Linked DNA regions of Mus musculus: region 1 is linked to region 2. A link is a contact called in public promoter capture Hi-C data. All regions are on one chromosome and are shown on one strand. The core of a region is the stretch at or near the end of the contact, and the rest is flanking DNA. Distances in the headings are between cores, read along the strand shown.

Region 1 (6,916 bases), core at 2,726-5,225, 2.4 Mb before region 2:
AGGTGGAGAGACCTTAAGAAAACCTCCCTTGGACACGATGCTTCTCACACATCTCATGCTTCCCCAAATCAAATAAACTATTCTATGTCAATATTCTGAACCAGTCTACAGGGATTAATAAAGTACTACCTAAGAAAGTGCCACAAACACTAAAAATGTTCATTTCTAGGGTACCGTGCGAAAGTAAAGCTCAGAACAGAGTCATGTGCTCCTGTGACACAGACAGGGACTATGGGCTGCAGGTGGCTCATTTGCCACTCTGCGAGTCACCCGTCTAGGCACCACACACAGCCTTGATGCCGGTGCCCCAGCTCTGCCTCCCGGCTCTTGTCCAAAGGAAGTCTGTCTACTACAGCGGTTGGTGGTTTGCTTCCAATAGACACAGGACAAAGGAAAAGATGGAGCAAGCTCACCCACTGACTGCTGGAGGAGCTGCTCCTCCTTCTCCGCCTCCTCCTCCTCCAGCTCCTTCAGGCTCTCCTTCGGGGGAAGGATGCCCTTTTTACGTAGGATGTCATTCCACTCGGTGTCTGCATTGGGGTCCTGGAAGGGGAAAGACGAGGATGTGGTGAGGGCAGAGCCAGGAGAGAAGGCATAAAGTGACAAACGGGAAAGGTGGTGGAGAGCAGGGAGTTTGAGCTACTGTGCAGCTGGACGAAGAGGGCAGGAGGAAGAGGGAGGCTGGCCCCCGTTGTAGTCTCCCTGAGGAGCCAGTGTTGGAGGAAAAATCAGGAAATAACAGGAAGATTGGCATCAATACTGAAAGTAAAGCTTTGACCTGACTTTTGTCTAGTATGCTCATTCCTTAAACAAATTTAATTTAAAACTGTAATAAACTTCTATGACATTGCCCAAAGTGAATCTGACCATAAGGCCATGGACTGTGGGGCTGTGGTACGTCTTAGTCTACTAGTTCCCAGGCCCAGGAAGCTGATGACCAGAGACGGCCCTGGCTTTTCTGAGGTCTCATGGTGACATGATTCCGTGCATGGATTTTTAGGTAGCTACTTCTGTTGGTTTGTTTTATTGTCAACCTGACATGAACTAGAGTGATGTGAGGAGAGGGAGCCTCAAGGGAGAAAATAGCTAATCAGGCTGGCCTGTATATGAGCCTGTGGGGCATCATCTTGACTGACAGATGTGGAAGGGCCCAGTCCACCTCAAGCAGTGCCACCCTGGCAAGGGAGCCCTGAAATATATGAAAAGGCAAACAAAGCAGGCCAGAAGGGACAAGCCAGTAAGCAACAATCCTCCAAAGATCTCTGGTCCTCATACCTGCTCGCAGGCTCCTGGTTGAGAGCCTGCCCTGCCTTCTCAAGGAGTTCTCACAGGCAAGAGGCAAGAGGAAGAGGGAGGCTATAAATGGGCACCGGCGATCAACATTATGAACTAACCAGTACCCCGGAGCTCTTGACTCTAGCTGCATATGTATCAAAAGATGGCCTAGTCGGCCATCACTCGAAAGAGAGGCCCATTGGACACGCAAACTTTATATGCCCAGTACAGGGGAACGCCAGGTCCATAAAAGGGGAGTGGGTGGGTAGGGGAGAGGGGGTGGGTGGCTATGGGGGACTTTTGGTATAGCATTGCAAATGTAAATGAGCGAAATACCTAATAAAAAATGGAAAAAAAAATATATAAAAAAAAAAAAATGGGCACCGGCACAAGCTGCACACTGTTATGGAGACAAGCTGTGTCGTGTGCACTGAGCAACAGGCTGTTGGTCCACGGGGTTATATGGACCGAGTTTACAGAGGTGGATGCTCCAGAGAGGGCATTTAATTATATGAGGGTGGAATGGAGTCAGCAAGAGTGAAAGAGAAAAAGAAAACAGCAAGCTTTAACTTTAATTAAGTGTGATTAACAAGTTTACTTAGGAAATATTATGTTACACAGGAATAAGAAAACAAAATTAGAAACTGCCTCTGAATTGAGACAACAGAGCTAAAACTGAACTACAGATAGTGGGTAGTCTTATGAGAACTCGCCCCGAGCTACAATCATCTGAAGAACAAGATTCTCTTTTTTTAAGACTTATTTATTTATTTTATGTATGTAAGCACACTGTACTTGTCTTCAGACACACCAGAAGAGGGCATCAGATCCCATTACAGATGGTTGTGAGCCACCATGTGGTTGCTGGGAATTGAACACAGGACCTCTGGAAGAGCAGACAGTGCTCTTAACCGCTTAACCATCTCTCCAGTCCTAGGGCATTTTTCTTAATTGGTGATAGATGAGAGAGTTTGTCATTGTCAGAGTGACCACCGCTGGGCTGGTGGCCCTGGGGTCTATAAGAAAAACAGGCTGAGCAAGCCACAAGGAGCAAGCCAGTGAGCAGCACCCTTCCAGGGCTACTGCATCAGCTCCTGCCTCCAGGTTCCAGGTCTGCTGAGTTCCTGGCCTGACTTCCTTCAGTGATGGACTGTGATATAGAAGTGTGAGCCCAATTAACCCTTTCTTCCCTGGATGCTTTTGACGGGTGGCGGTAGTGACCCTAAGACCCTGGCTCCTGCTGCTGTCGACTGCTTATCCCTTCCTTTTTCTCAAAGGGGTGAACATCCACCAGTTCCCCTTCCTTGAGAAGTGACCGCCAACGATACAGCAAACACTGTCTTAACCAGAAACCTGCGCATTTCAGCTTCAGAAAAAACAAACAAACAAACAAAACCCCAAAACACCAGGAGACGACTGGCTAACCCTACATAAACCATGAAAGGTGTCTGCTTGAAGCTGGGCCTCTCTAAACAACAGGTCAGAGCTACGCAACGATACAGCAAACACTGTCTTAACCAGAAACCTGCGCATTTCAGCTTCAGAAAAAACAAACAAACAAACAAAACCCCAAAACACCAGGAGACGACTGGCTAACCCTACATAAACCATGAAAGGTGTCTGCTTGAAGCTGGGCCTCTCTAAACAACAGGTCAGAGCTACGCACTAATTAAAGAAGGTTTATCTGAGTCCTGAGAACTCTTCCCCAACGAGAGGAACCTGGAGACCAAAGGAAGTTACATTCCAGGCAGAGGGACCTGAAAATGCAAAAACGCTGTGACATGCTGACTGACCATCTGTCTGTCCTGAGAGCCTGCAGTAGACTTGGGGAAGAGGAAGACTGTGGCTAGACCCACAGACTTCCCTAAGCTTTAGAGTCTAAAGGATAAATCTGAGAATAGCAGACGCCTGGCCTGCTCCAGAGTCACTCCTGACGGCTAATGTTTAGTAAGCACAAAATACTAGGTATATCCCTTTACTTGAGCCTGTTCTTGCCTCCCAGGTGTAGGTGTGGCCGGCTTGCTGAATGTGTAGATGACCACCCCCTCCAGTCCCCAAGGTCTGTCTCTTAAGCCGGAGCCCACAACTACACGGTCCATCTACCCTCCATCCAGACTCTTCAGAATCCTTAAACACAGCCACATAGAAGGTTGGCGACAAAGTGGCTGACGCATACTTTTGCTCTTCTAAGGCTATTCCGATGCGGTTCTCTAACACACTTTCTTTGGGCTTTTGTCTAATTCCAGCTCAAAAAAGGAAAAAAAATTGCTAAGGAGTTCCACCTTTCTTCATATTAGAAATTAACAATAGTCGTGAGGCCTAGAGTTCAGATCTGGAAACCAGAAAGCACTCCCAACGGACCATCTAGAGTCAGCTCTAGATGGCAGGAGGGTCGGGGCCTTCATCAGGCCTGGAGGAGAACGAGCCCAAAGTCCGGTGCCTACCAAAGGACAGAGATTTGCGGGGCAGGACGCACCGGAGCAGGAGTGCCCAGCCCAGGAGGCCGGAGGGACCGCACCCGCCCTCTCGCAGTGCGCCTGCGCCGGGCCTCCCCGCAGTCCGCCGAGTTCTGTAACTAATCCATGTAGACCCGGCTCCGGGTCTGGCGCGAGCCCACCAAGCCAAACGACCGCAGACTTGGGGTCCCGAGCTCGCCACACTCACCTGCATCTTGCCTTCAGTCACTCAAACCAGCCCTCTGCCCCAGCCCCTCCGCTCCTCTCCGCGCACGCGCGGCACCGCCCCCTCCGGTCTTCTCCCCGCCCCCAGGCACGAAAAGGGCGGAGCCAAGGAGGAAGTGAAGACTGGAGTCTGCGCCTGGTCCTCAGGAACCCGGGCGAAGGCTGAGAGCGTTGGAATGACAGGCCGTGCCTCCGGTGGGTGGGACTATAGGGTGACGTCATTCGGGCCATGTCCAGGCGCTACCTTGTTAGGGAAAGTGGCTGGTTGTTTGGGGCTGACCCGAGGTAAGCATAGGTTCTGCGACTTCCCGGGCCGCCAATCGGAGCCTGTCGGAAGCAGAATTGCCTGACAGTGACCCGATGCTAGGATTAAAAGTGACCCGGGTCACCTGGAGGTCACACACCTTCTCTGTTGAATGGGATGAATTGCTTATTGGGTTTGTTTACTGAGCTCACTGGGTTTGTTTAGAGCATAGTCTAACCTCTGCGGTTACAGCATCAGATTTGAGAAACCGGTGGAGTGGGGAACGCCTGGGCTCCACGCCCCTTCACCCTCACAAAAGGAAAAGGCCACAGTGAGAATCATTTTCTCTGGTTAATACCAGACTCGTGTGACCCTGAGCAAAAGCACAGGCTCCAGGGCGATCCACAGCATTCGGAGCTGGAACTGAGAGCACGGGAGTTAAAAGGCCTTCCACAGCCCTGGACTACCTTGCTGCCTCTGCTCAAGCACACACCGTGGGTACACTTTGGAATTACCAAGGAGCTTTCAAAACTGCAGGTGTCTAGGTGTGGTAGTTCACATCTATAATTCCAATACTCAGGAGACCCAGCCAGGGCTAGAGAGTGAACCTCTGTCTATAAAAACAAACAAAAACTACAGTTACACTAAGGTGTTATTTCCAGACAACTTAAATCCCTGCAGCTGAGGACTCGGAACTGATAATTTCTGGGGAATAATCACTAATATAGAAAAAAAATTACACTATTCCCTGAAAAAAACAAGGAGCATGGATTTAATTTAACCCAACACATTCCAACCAGATTACAGACAGACCTTTTAAAGTGTTAATTAATTTGCCTAGTGTTGTGAATGAATTTTCCCAGTTTTCACTTCCAAAATCAGTTTGTGAGATAGTTTAACTTGAGGGACTTTGATCACAGGCTTCTCTCCACCGCACAGCAGTAAAGCAGGTGTGGTTTGCCCTTTCCTTGCTCCAGGTGGATCCACTGAAAGATGTATCCTGGTGTATTGGAAATAATGTTCCCAGTTGCTTTTTACAGCAGGTGTGCTTCAGAACAATCCCCTGTTAACTCATTGTCTTGACTTTTGGTTTTATTACATTGACTACAACATGGATAAAGTCTTTAACTGAATACACACGAGAAACAAACTGTTCAGCTGAGCCTTTAATTGGAGATTACATCATGAGTTCTGAGACAAGCCTCGGCCACAGCATGACACTGTGTATAAATCTTAGTTGACTGGGGAAGGTATGTAGACCTTCTATGAAGGACGTAGGAAACACTGGATAGTCATTTGGAGGCAGATAAAACTGAATTCCTACTTTACGGCATACACTACAATTTAAAGAAGAAAACTCATTAAAGGAAAACATGGGCTAACTTAACTTTTTTAAAGACGGGGTTTTGCTATGTAAGCCAGGCTGACTTTGAACTATTCTCCTGTGAAAAGAGCTATTGGGTTTGCTTCTATAAATTTGTCAGGAATTTGGCATTGAGCCAGGACATGGAAGCAGGCTCAAGATCTTGACCATCTTGATAAGTTCCTGAATACCTCGGGACTTTTTATTGCCTTGTTTGTTCCTTGACCTAGAACTGACCTTATACTTTGTATGTACCTAGAATGATATAGAAGTGGACTGGAGAAAAACAAACCCTCTTCAGACTCAGCACTGGCTGGAATCATGTTATAATGCTGTCTAATTGCCTTTTTCTTTTCAATCCCCCCTCCCTCCCTCCCTTGAGACCCTGTTGACTGAGCTGCCTTGGTCACTCGTACTGTAGTTAGTGGCCATAGTAGGTAACACTACAAACTATGCTGCTGTACTTGGGTTAATTTTGTAACTTAGAAATGGGGGGAGGTAGGGCAGGGAACTTTTCAGACTATTACTTAAAACCAAAAATAAATCAAAAGAGAAAAATGAAAAGATTTAATCACCCTTTTGTTTAGGAATAATGTATATAAGCCCAGTGCTTTGGGTATAAAATAAAAAGTTAAGTAAAAATATAGTTACATGTGGTTGCATCTTTAATTTTACAAATGGAAACAGAGACATATACACACACACACAAACAGAAAGCAACATTGTTAACTATAGGGAGAAGTGAGATCTGGGGGCAGGGATAGGAGTAAGAAACCTATAGCAAATTTTTATTTAAGAACTGTGGCGGTTAAAATGAGAAGTAGCCCCGTAGTTTTCAGCATTTGGTTCCTAGTTGGTGGCATTGTTTGGGAAGATTTAGGAGGCGTGGCCATTGTGGAGGAAATATGTCTCTGGGTCAATACTGAGAGCTTAAAGTCTTGTGCTACTTCCATTTTTGCCTTCTTTCTGTTTCCTGCTCACAGCTGCAATGTGAGCTGTTAGCTTTCTGCTTTGGTGCCCATCTCTTGTTGCCATGTGTCAGGGTTTCTATTCCTGCAGAAACATCATGACCAGGAAGCAAGTTGGAGAGGAAAGGGTTTATTCAGCTTAAACTTCTATACTGTTGTTCATCACCAAAGGAAGTCAGGACTGGAACTCAAGCAGGTCAGGAAGCAGGAGCTGATGCAGAGGCTATGGAGGGATGTTACTTACTGGGTTGTTTCCCTTGGCTTGCTCAGCTTGCTTTCTTATGGAACTCAGGACTATCAGCCTAGGGATGGCACTGCCCACAATGGGCTGGACCCTCCTCTCTTGATCACTAATTGAGAAAATACCTTACAGCTGGATCTCATG
Region 2 (7,491 bases), core at 3,877-6,376:
ACAAGCAGTGCCCTGCTGGGCTGGCCCTGAGCCCCCAAGCCCTTAATGGGGACAGCTGGACTTTGCTCCCTGCTTGCCTCTCCCTGACTCCTCTCTTACAGCTCCCTCTAACCTCTGACTTGAGGCTGACACACTGGCCACAGGCTGTGGCTTGGTGCTCAAATTTCACAAGTCCCTGAGAAAAAGAAAGCTGGATAGAACTCAGACCTCACCCTGATCCCCAGGAACTGGCTCCCACTGGCCTCTGGTGGGAAGCATTGCTTGTCTTAGAGAGGAAGCAATTCAAGCTTGACTGAGGATGCATAGACAGCACCTTCCTCCCATACTTGGGCCTGTAGCACTAGGCGGGTGAGACACTGGCTGAGCCTTCAAGGCACTGCCTCTTGGCCGACTGTGTCTAGACACTGAGGCTTATCAGTACAGGGACCTGTAGATAGCGAGGGTACTGGGGCCAGGCCATTACAGGCTACTCTCTCTTCTTCACAGGGTCAGTACTTCAGCCCTTGGAAAGACATTTAAAGGGATAAGAGCAAAGTGGCCCAAGGCTGTGGACTGGAGCAGGAAGAGAACTGTAGGAGGTGAAGAATGGAGCCGGAGGAGGCCCAGCCTGGTGAAGGTAGACTACTGCCACCACCCAGCGAGGGGTTCTTGTGTCCCTGACCATCCCCACCCTTGAGCTCCCCCACCTGCACAGGTGTCTCTTCTGTTCTGGGCTCTCCCTGTTGGCCACTGACTTTCCCACACCTTGCCCTCTCTGCCCATCTTGAATATGAGGTTCATTTGTGCATATTAAAGTATTATTTCCAGCATCCATGGTTCTGGAGTTCCTTCCATCCCTACCCCGAGGGCTCATGCCCAGCACCTAGCCTGACAGAAGAATCACCTCTGCTTGAGCCAGCCACTACTGGTGTCACCTCAGGTTGTCATGTGACTGGGGCCTCGGACCCACCCCCTGCACTTGAGGACTCTGTTTCTAGGAGTCCCGCCAGTGACCAGAATTGCTGGAGCCTGGGCACTCTTGGATGGCCCTGTCTGGGTCCACCTCATCCTGCTAGGGACGCTATACTGAGAGGATGGTGGATTGGGGCTGTAATTTTGCTTAATTCAATTTAGTGCTGAGCTCTGAAGTCAACTTCCTAGAGATAGGAGTGGGGGAGGGTGCAAAAGACAGTTTTGGATCCTGCTGTTTCTTTCCCTGCCTTGTCTCCAGAGCAGTTCCTGGGTCCTAATCTCTACTTGCACATCTCGACGTCCTTGATCTGAATGGCTAGAGGAGTAAGTGGGCCCCTTTGTACCTCCAGAAGCAGCCCCACAGTCCTATCTACTCTCTTACTGTCTGCTCCTCCGACCGAAGCCATGCTCATGCCTGCCCCCACCCCAGATACTTTCAGGATGAGCTTTGTAAGGGGGAGCCGGAGGTGACACTCCTGCCATCTTGACTCGTGTCCACTTCTCAGGGGGTGAAGGTCCCAGAGTGTTCCATGGCTGTTGCACACAATCTTCTCTGTTTCCATGTCCCAGGGTTGGCGCCTGACTAGGAGCTAGACAAAGAGTCACCCCCATCTACCTTCCAAGGCCTAATTGAGCACAGCTACCCTGCTCTCTGGGTCCCCAGAAGGTCAGGAGCTAGAGGCATCTATTATTTACAGGACAAGGCAGACTCTGCACAGTACTGGGTACCACAGAGGACATCTTTTCTGTCTCAAAGCCTTTGCCAAATGAGAAGTGGAAGAAACCCTCCCAGAGCCAGGTGACTTGACTGATAGTTCTGGTTTCTCTTCCTGGACACATCACAAACTCCTTTGGCATACCCTCACACCCTCGCAGGTCAGCCTCAGATCTCCACAGGAGGGCAGGGACTCTGGAGAGCCAGCCCTTCTCACGCAGCCTCTAGGCTCCCCTGCTTGACACTGCACACCTGACAGTTAATCCTCAGTTCCTGGGTTTGCTCTGGAAACCTGGAAATCACCTTGAAATTTCCCTCTTTTGTTCTCATTGCCAAGGGCAGAGAGGGGGTAGGGAGGCCTGAGAGGCTGAACTGGGGAGTTTCCATTCTTGAAGCTGCCTTTACCTGGCTTTAAGAGAAAGGATCAAACTGTCCATCAATGTAGACATCTGGAATCCTTCCTGGCTCCTTTATCCCAAAACTCATCCTTGAGAGAGAGATACATCCAGGGAGCAAGAGGTGTTGGTGACAACTCAGTCCCTCCCAGAAGCCTGGCTGTAACCTGACCAGCAGTATGCAATGTGAGGTCACTCAAGGGTGGACACTCTCCCCTGGGTCCTGTAATTGCCCTGCTCTGGGACTCACTGGGAGCTGACATAATAGGAACCGAGCCTTTTCAAGGCCAAGAATTCTGGACCGAAGCTAGCTGGCTCACCGTTTGCCCTCCAGGTTTTTGACCCCAAGCCCTGGGGAAAAGGCAAGGGATATCCTGACAAAGCCACTGGAAAAGCCGCATCCTGGGCCTCAATGACGGATGTTTTCCTGCTTCCTTTTGGTGATGCTGGAAGGGAGGGGCCGGGAAGGGAGGGGCTTCCCAGGTGGACAGCTTTGATAATTGTCCTTTTGGAGGAAGTCCTTTTCCTATGACCCAGTGCCCTGGGTCCCAGTGGTCAGAGAGCTCCTTGAAAAATGGCCGACCCTAATCTTTTCACTCAGCCACCAGTGGAGAGACAACTGCGGAATGGAAAGGGTCCAGGTCCAGCAGGCCTTGAATAGAGCCCCAGTGCACACTCCCTGTCTCCATCTTGCCACTTTCCTCAGGAGGGATAGTTGCTAAGAAGCAGGATATGCCGGGCGGTAGTGGCACACACCTTTAATCCCAGCACTTGGGAGGCAGAGGCAGGCAGATTTCTAAGTTTGAGGCCAGCCTGGTCTACAAAGAGAGTTCCAGGACAGCCAGGGATACACAGAGAAACCCTGTCTCAAAAAAACCGAAAAAAAAAAGCAGGATACTACGGATACTACTCATGTACTGGGATCTGTGAGGGTTGGCTCCAGCGCCTGGGAGGCATGTAACATATCTTCTTGTGTTTCCTTTATTTGGCTAAAAGGCTTTAAGCCGTAGCAAAAGAGGCAAGTTAGGGAAGCCCTTATTCTGTCTGCCTGAATACAGATGACGGGTGTGATGTCTTCCATAGCCTATGCTAGGCAGGCCTGGAAGATGTTTTTGCAATTTTTTTTTCTGTATTACTGTATTTTTTTCTTGATGGACAATCCAGGATCCTTATTTTTTTCTGCCAGCTGTCCTTTTATTAAAAAGCATGAATCACGAACAAGTAGTCATGAGAGGAAACTTTATCTTCTGCCCACCCACTTGTGGAGAAGACCTGTGACAGTAACCAGTGCGGCAGGAAGGGGCAGAGGAAGAGTGGTGGGGGGTGGAACGCTATCGCTGGGGAGCCCTGTGCCCAGAGGCTAACTGGCTCTGTTAGTGGAATGGTCTCATTTCTACCTCCATGCCTGGCTTAGAAGACCCTGGCGCCTGCCATGAAGGTACAGAATACTGTCCCTGCCAGTGAAACTAAAACCTTTTGAAACTTTCCACTGGGGCCACCTTGGAGGTAGAGCCAGGGAGCTCAGATCACTACCAGGCAGCCCTCATTTCTAGGGGCAAGGCTTACAGGTGAGAAGGAAACACAGCAGGAAGTGGAGGTTAGCCTCATGGTTGCTGACTGCTGAAAGGATGGAGCTTCTGGGCTCACAGTTTTCCTACCTCTCCCTTCCCAAGCAGGTGGGATGGACCATATAGACTGCGTCCAGCGCCAGGATCTCACTAAAAATGTCACCTTGCTCTTTGTGTGGATTTGAGCCCTTTTTTTGTTTGTTTGTTTGTATCTTGCTTAATCTCTTATTCAGTGAGAGAAACAGTAGCTGGCTTGGAAGTCCTGTTTCAGCCTCCTGGAGCTGAGGAGTCTTAGCTTTTAGCGAATCCTGAGCTTGGAGTGGGGCTTGCCCTTAGTAGATGAACAGGAGCCTGGTCAAGAGGAGTGTGCATGGCTCCCTCCCTGGCCAGCTTCCATAGGACACCCTCCCTGCCCACCCCTGGCAATAGCTGGCCTGCCTCCTATCTCTGAGGTCACAGCTTTGTTTCCTAATGGAAAGGAGCTGGGAAACGTGGCTCTGGCCAGCGAGGGAGAAGGGGCCCTTCTGTGTCCCAGTAAAGACCCAATTGTTACTGAAACCAAACTGGGCTGCCATTCTCGATTACTCCCATTGCTCTTCTGCTCTTCACTTCTCAGGTGCCACGTTTTAGCCCAGAACAAAAGCTGCTGTCGGACTGATTTATACTCCAGATTTTACTTATGGGGTCTGAAGTGTTTTTTCCCCTCCGGGACTGCCCCCTGGGGCTCAAAGTTACCACAGAAACCTCCAGGCCTCCTTCCCTTCGTCCCTGTCCTTTGATTCTGGTTAGGGGTGGTCTCCAGGTACCGCTGGGGCAGTTTCCCCGAGGTTTCTCAGTCCACCTGCCCACTGGAGGACCAGCTGGCTGGAAGGATTTGCCAGCCAGCACCGTCCAGGAGGCCACAGCTACAAGTTACTTCTAGGAGCGCCTGTGGGCGGAGGCTGGCAGTTCTGAAGGTGGTGGTGGTTCGCTGCGTGGCTCCCTCCAGCCTCTTTCATCTGAACCGTGGCGCGCTCGTGCCTCTAGTTAATCAGCCTTCCAAGCCACACCAAGAGTCATTTCCCGGGGGTAGGCTCTGCTGGAGCCTGGAAACTAGGAGCTGCCTGCAGTCTTGGGGTCTCCTCTGCCTGTGAGCTGCTCCTTCCAGTCCAAGGGTTAGGGCCAGAAAGGAGGACAACTTTGGAGTCAAAAGACTGACCACTGTGGTTAGCACCTGAGAGAACCTTCAGTTTCTTCTCTTGCTACGCCACCCCCTTCGGGTACAAGTCCCAAAATGGTTTGCCAGTTTTCGTTCCCGTAACTGGAGCGTGGGGAAGCCCCTCAACCCTTCCAGAGAGCCCATCCCGCCTCAGGACTTGAAGGCACACTTCACCAGGTGAGTGCAGTTCGTGCAGTTCCCGGTGGCAACGCCTGGAGTCCCTCCCCGCCCCCCACCCCGCCCCCTCCCCGCCTCCGGCCGCTGTGGCGCAGACCTTGACTCACGAGCTGCAAGAGTCGTAAAGGGTCCCCAAGCCTCAGTGCCGGGTAAGCAAGGCAGCGGGTCGCAGCCCCCTCCTGGGCGGGCCTTCGCGTCCCGCCCCCGGCCACCACTCGACACCCTCTGCCTGACGTCAAGGGGTTGGGGGCGGAGAGCGGCGGTGGCGGCGGCTGCAGCGGAGAAAGAACCGGCGCCCGGCGCGGTGGAGCGCCGAATCCGAGCTCAGGGGCGCCGAGAGCCGTGCTGAGACCGAGGGGCGGTGGCACGGGACAGCCTTAGCGTGCTGGCGGGCGGGCGCAGTCTGGAGCGGCGCGGGGGCAGGGGAGGACGGTGGCCGGAGTCAAACGCGAGGGCAGCGCCCAGGGATTGGAGCTGCACGAAAGAGGTGAGTGAGGCCGGAGCGGTGGGGCCCCGGGGCCGCTGCTTTGTCCCCTTGCTTGGGTAGGGGCTAGCGCGCGCGCTAGAGGACAGCGTCTAGGGGTGCAGGGCGGGGCGACAGCAAAGACAGCTGTCCGATCCGGGTCCCTCTTGAGTCCGCCGCGGGCTGCCCAGTGGCGATCGGCATCAAGGCAAGCAGTGCCTGCAGCTCCACTGGCCGGAGCAGCGGGAGCCTGGGGGTACGGACAGCGCTAGGGGCAGTGGGGGACCCTTGGGCTGTCCAGCGCGCGGTCCGAATCTTTGCCAGGCTCGCGAACTGCTCGGGTTCCCCCCACCTCGACGGAAAGTTAGGGGCGGGCTTGGACCGTGGCCGATGTTGTGGGATCGGATTTCCCTAGCGCGGCCCCCCGCCCTCCCGTTCTGCTCCGGAGGCGGGCTGGCACTGAGAACCAGCCCCCTAGCCAAAGCTCCGCCGCCCGGTCCCTCTCTGGAGCGCCGCAATCCACGACCGGGTGTGCAAGTGTGGGGTGCAAATCCTGGTCCTGCACCCCTCCATCCCCTTGGCTGTCCGTGTCCCTTGCTTCGGGAAGAGCTTGGGGGTTGGGTCACCGCTACGCCTGCAGATTCTCGGAGCGCACCACCGGGTTTTGACCCCAGCCTAGGGTAATTGGCAGAGAGGAAACTGAGGGTGTGTCAGGGGGGACTGCTCCGGGGAAGGCAGCCCCAGCCCCCCGCCCTTCCCGCGCGGAGGTTCTTGGCCGACAGGGGGCGTCCGCAAGCCCGGCTTTGCCACGCTCCCAGCGCTGCCGCTTTGTTTGCATTCAAATCCCCGGAGCTGGGGGAGGGGAGAGTCCACAGTAGGGAGACCGAGACCGGGTCTTGGCTAGGAACCTTTGTTTTGGGGTGCAATCCTCAGATTCTGCATCTCTGTTCCCAGCCCCTAGCGTCTAGATTAGTGGAGATCCGTTCCGTTTGCCTACTGCCTAGTGCATGGTCCCCGAGGTGCAATCCCGGAGTTAAGAACGTTCGTCAGAGCCGGGGAGGAGGGGACGCAGCCCTTGACGATCATTTGTGGGCATCCCCTGTTGTCCAGGAGAACCCCGCTTCGGCCTCCCCAACCCATTTCACTTCCCTCCACGATCCCGCTCTCGCGGAGGCGAGGAGATTCCCAGACAGAAGCCTGGAACTGACTCGTGGCCCGGTCGCCTCTCTGCGGGAGGGTCAGTGTCTTGTAGAAGGCTGTTGGAGAAACAGGACTGGTCCTGGTCATTTCCACGCCCATCCCACCCACTTCCTGCCTCCCTCTTGGGCAACAAAGGGGCCTCGGAAGCTGGGCCCATTTGGTTCCCGGCCCCACTCCTACTCCAGCCCTGCTGATGTGGAACCGGGTTTGGGCTCTGCCCGGCTATTGTCTGCGCTGGGGGAGGGGACGGGCTGGGGCCGGGAACTCTACACGCTGCCTGCTTCACCAAGTCCCCCACTGAAGCTCTTTGCCCAACCGGCTGCCTGCGGCTGCTGAATAAGGGGTATATCTCCCCGAATTAGGTCTTGGGGCTGGCCTGGGTCCCACTGGTAGCAAGCCCTGTTTTTTATGGTTATTGTAAGAAACTCTGAAACCTTTAAGGCCAGAAGGAGCCAATGAGGGGGAGTCCCTCTTTTATTTTTTTCCACACAACTCCCTGTTGAAGGGAGGGAGTAGGGATGGCCTGGAGGCCACAGGCGGCTTTTGATGACTGCCCACGCCTAGTGCTTGCTGACTAAGTTCCTCTCCTTGCTCTTCTGGGAGACCCCCAGGGCTCTTGTGGGCAGAGGCCAGTTGCAGGATCAGGAGGAGATGTAAAGGCTCTGGGGGAGGTTTGTTCCAGTGTGCGTCCTGTGTTGCTTGTCTCTTGGTGCGGGCCCCCTTCCGGTCTGTGATGCTGACCAGTTTCTTTTCCTTCAGCAGGGCTGCTGGACTGAAGTTTAGACCCTGGGTGTCTGCCATGGCCCCACACTGGGCTGTCTGGC

The links. Promoter capture Hi-C pulls out the DNA fragments that hold promoters and counts their contacts.
Region 1: a contact with region 2 is called in a promoter capture Hi-C map of liver, with 3 times the contacts expected there. The contact joins the promoter of Pdcl3 here to the promoter of Sema4c in region 2. A contact is called at or near these places in 2 of 39 promoter capture datasets (liver and pre-B cells).

The regions. Positions count from the first base shown.
Region 1 is chr1:38,984,873-38,991,788 of GRCm38.p6, reverse strand. Pdcl3 (phosducin-like 3) reads right to left here and starts at 3,975. Exons shown (of 6, transcript NM_026850.4): 1 at 3,940-3,975; 2 at 414-543. The coding sequence starts at 3,945.
Region 2 is chr1:36,556,016-36,563,506 of GRCm38.p6, reverse strand. Sema4c (sema domain, immunoglobulin domain (Ig), transmembrane domain (TM) and short cytoplasmic domain, (semaphorin) 4C) reads left to right here and starts at 5,126. Exons shown (of 15, transcript NM_001126047.3): 1 at 5,126-5,491; 2 at 7,430-7,491. The coding sequence starts at 7,467. Fam178b (family with sequence similarity 178, member B) reads left to right here. Exons shown (of 16, transcript NM_001372417.1): 16 at 487-809. The coding sequence ends at 519.